Linked DNA regions of Mus musculus: region 1 is linked to region 2. The links are chromatin contacts, called in public Hi-C maps. All regions are on one chromosome and are shown on one strand. The core of a region is the stretch at or near the end of the contact, and the rest is flanking DNA. Distances in the headings are between cores, read along the strand shown.

What was found. Hi-C and Micro-C count contacts between places; a contact is called where the count stands out from the background.
Region 1: a contact with region 2 is called in a Hi-C map of stem cell-derived neural stem cells, with 2.9 times the contacts expected there. The contact joins two enhancer-like sites. A contact is called at or near these places in 11 of 484 Hi-C or Micro-C datasets (B cells, DN3 thymocytes, the N1E-115 cell line and 7 more) and 2 of 115 datasets of contacts at active chromatin or transcription factors (large pre-B cells and pancreatic cancer cells).

Annotation. Positions count from the first base shown.
Region 1 is chr10:14,331,436-14,334,135 of GRCm38.p6, forward strand. No RefSeq gene overlaps it. Among named protein-coding and RNA genes, the nearest start is that of Gm40603, 10 kb to the left of the region's middle. Within about 2 kb of position 1,391, at least 77 of the 459 cell types and tissues checked have an H3K27ac peak or open chromatin away from gene starts, as enhancers often do. A contact at or near this core is called in stem cell-derived neural stem cells, where this site is marked.
Region 2 is chr10:13,428,320-13,431,171 of GRCm38.p6, forward strand. All of the region lies in intron 1 of Phactr2 (phosphatase and actin regulator 2), which reads right to left. Among named protein-coding and RNA genes, the nearest start is that of Phactr2, 45 kb to the right of the region's middle. Within about 2 kb of position 1,317, at least 35 of the 459 cell types and tissues checked have an H3K27ac peak or open chromatin away from gene starts, as enhancers often do. A contact at or near this core is called in stem cell-derived neural stem cells, where this site is marked.

The DNA.
Region 1 (2,700 bases), core at 141-2,640, 900 kb after region 2:
AAAATCCTAAGCATTATTTATTGCTCCAGATTCCAGCAGCTTTCTTGATTCCAGAGTCCAAAGGAAACCCTAGGGAACCATGGAATTGGAGACAAAAAATATTCTAGGTATTTTAAGTCCTTGTTTTCAGACTAATATAGTTTGGCTGGATGTTTTCTGTTCAGTAATCAAGATGACCTCCAGGTGAGTCCAGAAAGTAAATCAAATTGGCCTCAGAGAGAGGTGGCCACAGAGCATTGTCAAGAATCAGTCCCATAACAGCAGTACGTAATGCTTGTCCATATGGTTATGAAGGGGAGACACAAACTACTCCTTCCACAAAGCATCACACGGGAATGTTTCTTGAAGAAGTTCAGATTATGAGCAATAGCAACTTGTTCTGCATAGGTCTGGGGGGTTGGTGGTACCAGTGAGGGCCATCTTTGGGGATAATTGACTGCCATTTTCTTTGTATTTTCACACAATAATAATAAATGTGCTGCCGAGGCCTCATTATAAAGATGGTGGCCTCATTAGTGAGGCTCCTCCCCCACAACCTAATTATTTCCCACAGACTCTCACCTGAGTGCCGTCATCTTAATGGGTAGAATATGATCACATGACTTCAGGGAGGCCGTGCACATTCTCATAATGTGAGTAGCTTCTTAGGTTAGCTATGAAAGTTAAAAAAAAAAAAAAAAAAAAACCTGAGACTATCACAGAATGAAGAGTTGCCTATCAAGTTTAAAATCTGGATCCAGGAGTGTGTATCGGAATGTGTATATCTATATGTGATAGGTTCCTAGAAGCCTTTTGAAGAAAGACTATTTGATACTCCACCTTTTATCATAGAGCACTACTTTTTATCTCATCTGAGATTTATTCTATCTTTAAAAGTGTTGAACTTTAAAAGTACACCCTCAACAAAGCCAATTCTGCATGGGCTTTCTTGGTGTACAAGATGTTCCATATGCACAAGGCAAGTTAATCAAAATGAACCACACAAAAGGGAATGACTTATGCCTGAGAGTCTTGCTTTACGTGGTCACCGCCATCAGTCCTCCAAGCTGCCCTGACCCCACAGGTTTTTCCTGGCTTTGAGAAGTTCCTGCTGCTTTCAGGGCTCTGTTATTTCATTCTGACTTTCCTGGAAACAGAAGTGCATGGGCCTTTAGCCTGGGTAGCTGTGACCCTGCGTGCTCCACCTACATCATTTATTTATAAGTTGGCAGGGAGTAAGTCTGGTACTTTCTGTGCTGAGGAAAGCTGACTAACATTCCCTGCTCCAACCCAGCCCTGGAATGCAGATGCTCTCAACCTTCAAAAGCCGACTCCAGCCATGCCTGTGCACAGTCTGGAAGACCCTGGGGCTCGAGAGCTCGAGTTAATGACACACCATCACATGGCTGTGGTTACAGGCTGTCTTGCCAAGGTTGTACAGCTGGTAGCCTGTGTGTTGGAAGATGCTGGTGCCCCCTGCTGTACCTGGAGTTGCCAGAGGAACAGCTTCAGTGGGGTTTAAAGAGAGCCCAATTTATCTTTTCTCTAAGGCGCCCTTGTTCTTTGGCTGCTGGCAGGTCTCACTCAGCTTGGGTTGTGGTTATGTCTGTGTTAGATACTAAGCCATCTGTCTTCCCCAGGGGCAGGGCTGATTTATAAGGGAGGCTGTAGACAGTGGTTGGCACTGTCCTAGCCTGGATTTTACTTCAAACTGGAACCCCCTGAATATTCTGTACTGTGTTCACTTTCTTGCATGGGACAAGCATTCCATGTGCTTTTTGTTTGTTTGTTTGTTTGTTTGTTTTGTTTTGTTTTGTTTTTGTTTTTGGTCTCCAGGGTTTGTTTACTATAGAGTTATAGAATACCACTGAGGCCATTTTTCAGCTCATTTAATCTTCTCAAATGAAGTTTATTTCCCCCTTCCCATCAGCTCCTTTTCCCGCAGCTGCCAGAAGCTCTTCACATTCATGCTTGCATTAAATATTTAAGCATGCATTTCCAGGGCAGGAATGTATTCTGTGCTCAGAGCAGTGCTGGCAGATGAATTTCTTCCACTAGAAAGGAGAAGACTTTATGGAGGGCTTATGATGGGTTGTCACATGATACACCAGGAAATAGAGATACAGGAGCCTCTATGTTATTTGAAGCTTCAGAAAGACCTTTATTCCTAGAAGATGCTTGGTATGCAGCAGCATTGCAGGGCCATGAAATTCTAGGTCAACACGACAGAATTAAAGCTGATGAATAATGCATGTGGACTTAAAGGAAAACCTGCACCTTCTGAAGGAGATGGTAACGTTTAAATTCTTGCAACCCAGGCGCACATCTTTTATTCAGTGAATAGGCTCCCACTCGCAAACTTTGTAAAGAACAACTTTATCATCTGTGGGGACTGATGTGACCCCACTGTTTACTGAGCACCACACATGCACTTAGCTTACTAATGGGGAAGAGGAAGATTGAGATAAGGATGTGAAGGGTCTTAGGGATTCGGCTAGTGCATCAAGGACCCGGTCCAAGTGGATTAGGGGTTCATAGGCTTTCTGTTGAACACTGCCCTGTTTCTCCTCACAGCCCCCAGGGCAAGGAATGCTATGCTTTCACAGAAAAAATGCAGTGCAGAAGATGTGCTTTCAGAGAAACAGAGCACACACGACAATGGCGTCATAAATACATGGTCTATGTACGTTGTAGGTATGCATGATAGAATACATTATATAC
Region 2 (2,852 bases), core at 67-2,566:
GGTGTAGTTTTGTTGTGTTGTGTGTGATGTGTTGTATTGTGTGTGGTGTGTGGTGTGGTGTGTATGGTGTGGTGTGTGTGGTGTGGTGTGATCTGTGTGTGTGGTCTGTGTGTGTATGGTGTGTGTGGTGTGGTGTGGTGTGTATGTGTGGTCTGTGTGTGTATGGTGTGTGTGGTGTGGTGTGGTGTGGTGTGTGTGTGGTCTCTGTGTGTTGTGTGTGGTGTGGTGTGTGTGTGTGTTGTGTGTGGTGTGTGTGTTGTCTGTGGTGTGTGTTGTATGTGGTATGTGTGGTGAGGTGTGTGTGGTGTGTGGGATGAGATGTGTGTATAGTGTGATGTGTGTAGTGTCATGTTGTACAGATACGGTACGTGCATGTCCTTCAAATTGGGGTTCTACTATCAAAACCCAGCTTTGCAATCTCCTCCCACAAAAGAACACCACTGCTACCCTCATAAGGGAAAACCACAGACTCTGAAAGCTTTTCCTGGGAAGGACGGAAGTGTGCTACCCAAGGTTTGGCTATCGCTCGTGTGCCATAGAGTATTAAGAATTGTATCTGCCATATAACTGTGCCGTGTAATTTTTGTTTTCAAATAAGTTTCAGCTTACGTTAAAAAACCAAAACCAAAACAAACAAACAAACAAAAAAACCCAGTAAATCTTGTCTCTTTCAACAGAAAGAAGTTTTGAACAAAAAAGTTGAATGTTACAAACAAGTTTCTCACAGGGACCAGGTACTTGGTGATCAAACACAAAACTTAACATGAGTCAGAGGGGAGCTCAGAGAACTTTTGGCTTTATTGTATATTCAAGTTTAGGGTTTTTTTTTTTTAATGAATATGTTTAGTAAACTCACTTTTTCAGGAACAGAAAGAAAATCTTATGATTTGCAAAACTGTGTCATCTAGAAAAAGTGTGAGAAGACCTTCCGGGCACTGTCCCGGAGAGCAGAGTGTCACACAGCAGCCTCCTGTCCTGGCTGTCCCCTGGGCGTTATATAACGCAGAGGTAATTAAGAAACTCAGCCTTGGACTGTAAATCCCATCCCACAAAGACTAATCCAGCGTGAAGACATCCGTGCGCAGATGCGCCGTGTTCCCAGCCAAAATAAAGCCGGCAGCCTTGGGATACATACATCTGCTCTAATCCTGCCGGACATCAATTTAGAAGGATTCGGTTTAGCCAAGGACATTGGCTTTCCCTGACATATCTCCTTCCAGAAAAGTGATTATACTGTACTGGCTGAACACAGCAACTCTAAACGTTCCTAAAAACTTAAAAAAAAAAAAAAAAAAAATTTGTTCACAGACTGGAACATAGACTTTTCCTCCTTTAAATTGAAAACAAATGTCCACTTAGTAAGACTTAATGTATTTAAGAGTCAATTGTCTTCTGAAAACAGTTTATCCCAAGAAGAAAAGGATTTTGATTCAACAAAGCAGTGAAGTCAGAGTTTTAATAGATTGGAGAATAAATAAACGTTAAGTCGTTAAAAACAAGAATTAATGTAAGAATTCTTCCTAAGTTCTAGAGAACTTGACAAGAGAGAAACTCACAAAGGACAAACTGGTTTTTCTGTGTTCAATAGAAGCTGTTCAGTACCAACACAAAATGCCTGGCTTTGGGTTTAATTGGTGTGACTTCGGCGCCATCTTGTGCCCAAAGTTCAAACAGCAGTAAAGAGGGTTTCCTCCCCCCTCCAACCCTGCCCCCCATTTTGACATTTTTTTAATACCTTGAAAACTTTCTAAAAACATCTTATCACAGAAAATATAAGGGAGAAATTATCAGTGTTCAACCTTCCAGTGATGTGGCTCTCAAAATTTCCGACCTGGTGCCTAAAAATATCCTATATACCAGATAAAACAAAGCCACAGGTGAAGAGAGAAAACTAAATGGTTAACTGAGTGTGAGTGTGTGTGTGTTTCAGAAATTGATATCCTGTGTTCTCTCTCTCTCCCTCTCCCTCTCCCTCTCCCTCTCCCTCTCTCTCTCTCTCTCTCTCACTCGCTCTCTCTCGCCCTCTCCCTCTCCCTCTCTCTCTCTCGCTCTCGCTCTCGCTCTCTCTCCCTCTCCCTCTCTCTCTCTCTCTCTCTCTCTCTCTCTCTCTCTCTCTCTCTCGACTATCTGTCACTCAGCATGGAACTCAACAGTGAGGCTATACTGACTGATTACCAAGCTCCAGGGATGCCCCTGTCTCTCCTCTGCATCCCCAGCACCACAGGAGTGTACCACTGCATCTTAACTTTCAAAGTAAACTCTATGGGACCAACCCCAGGTCCTCTCCCTTGGACAGCAGATCGATCACCTCACAACTGGGCCACCTCCCCGACCCTTCACCAAGGGATTTTTAAGGACCTTTGTAAGTATGACCTTTCACACATCTCATTGGCTCACAAGTAACGCTTGGAAATCGTGACACTCAGAAGATCACTAGCAGATACAAGGTTGAACTCTTAAACGATGAAAATATCCTCATTGAATCACCTATTTGTCAAAAAAAAAGTTTTCAAACCTGTTAGCTATTTGTCTAGTTATAGCCCTCATTAACACGCCAGTTGCACACTGTGCACTAATTACCCACCACATAGTTAAATTTAAACTTACCAGTATTCATAAATACTCAATTATTTAACCAATATTCATAAAAAGATTTTCCATGATATCTTAAAACTTTCTGTGTTTTAGGTGAGGGGTCTCTCTCTCTCTCTGTGTGTGTGTGTGTGTGTGTGTGTGTGTATATACACAGTATGAGGCCAGCTGCTCGAACAGAAATAAACATTTGGAATAGCCAGTGTATGGCCCTAAAACATTCACACCACATTTCCAGTGCAACCAATGCAGAAGTACTA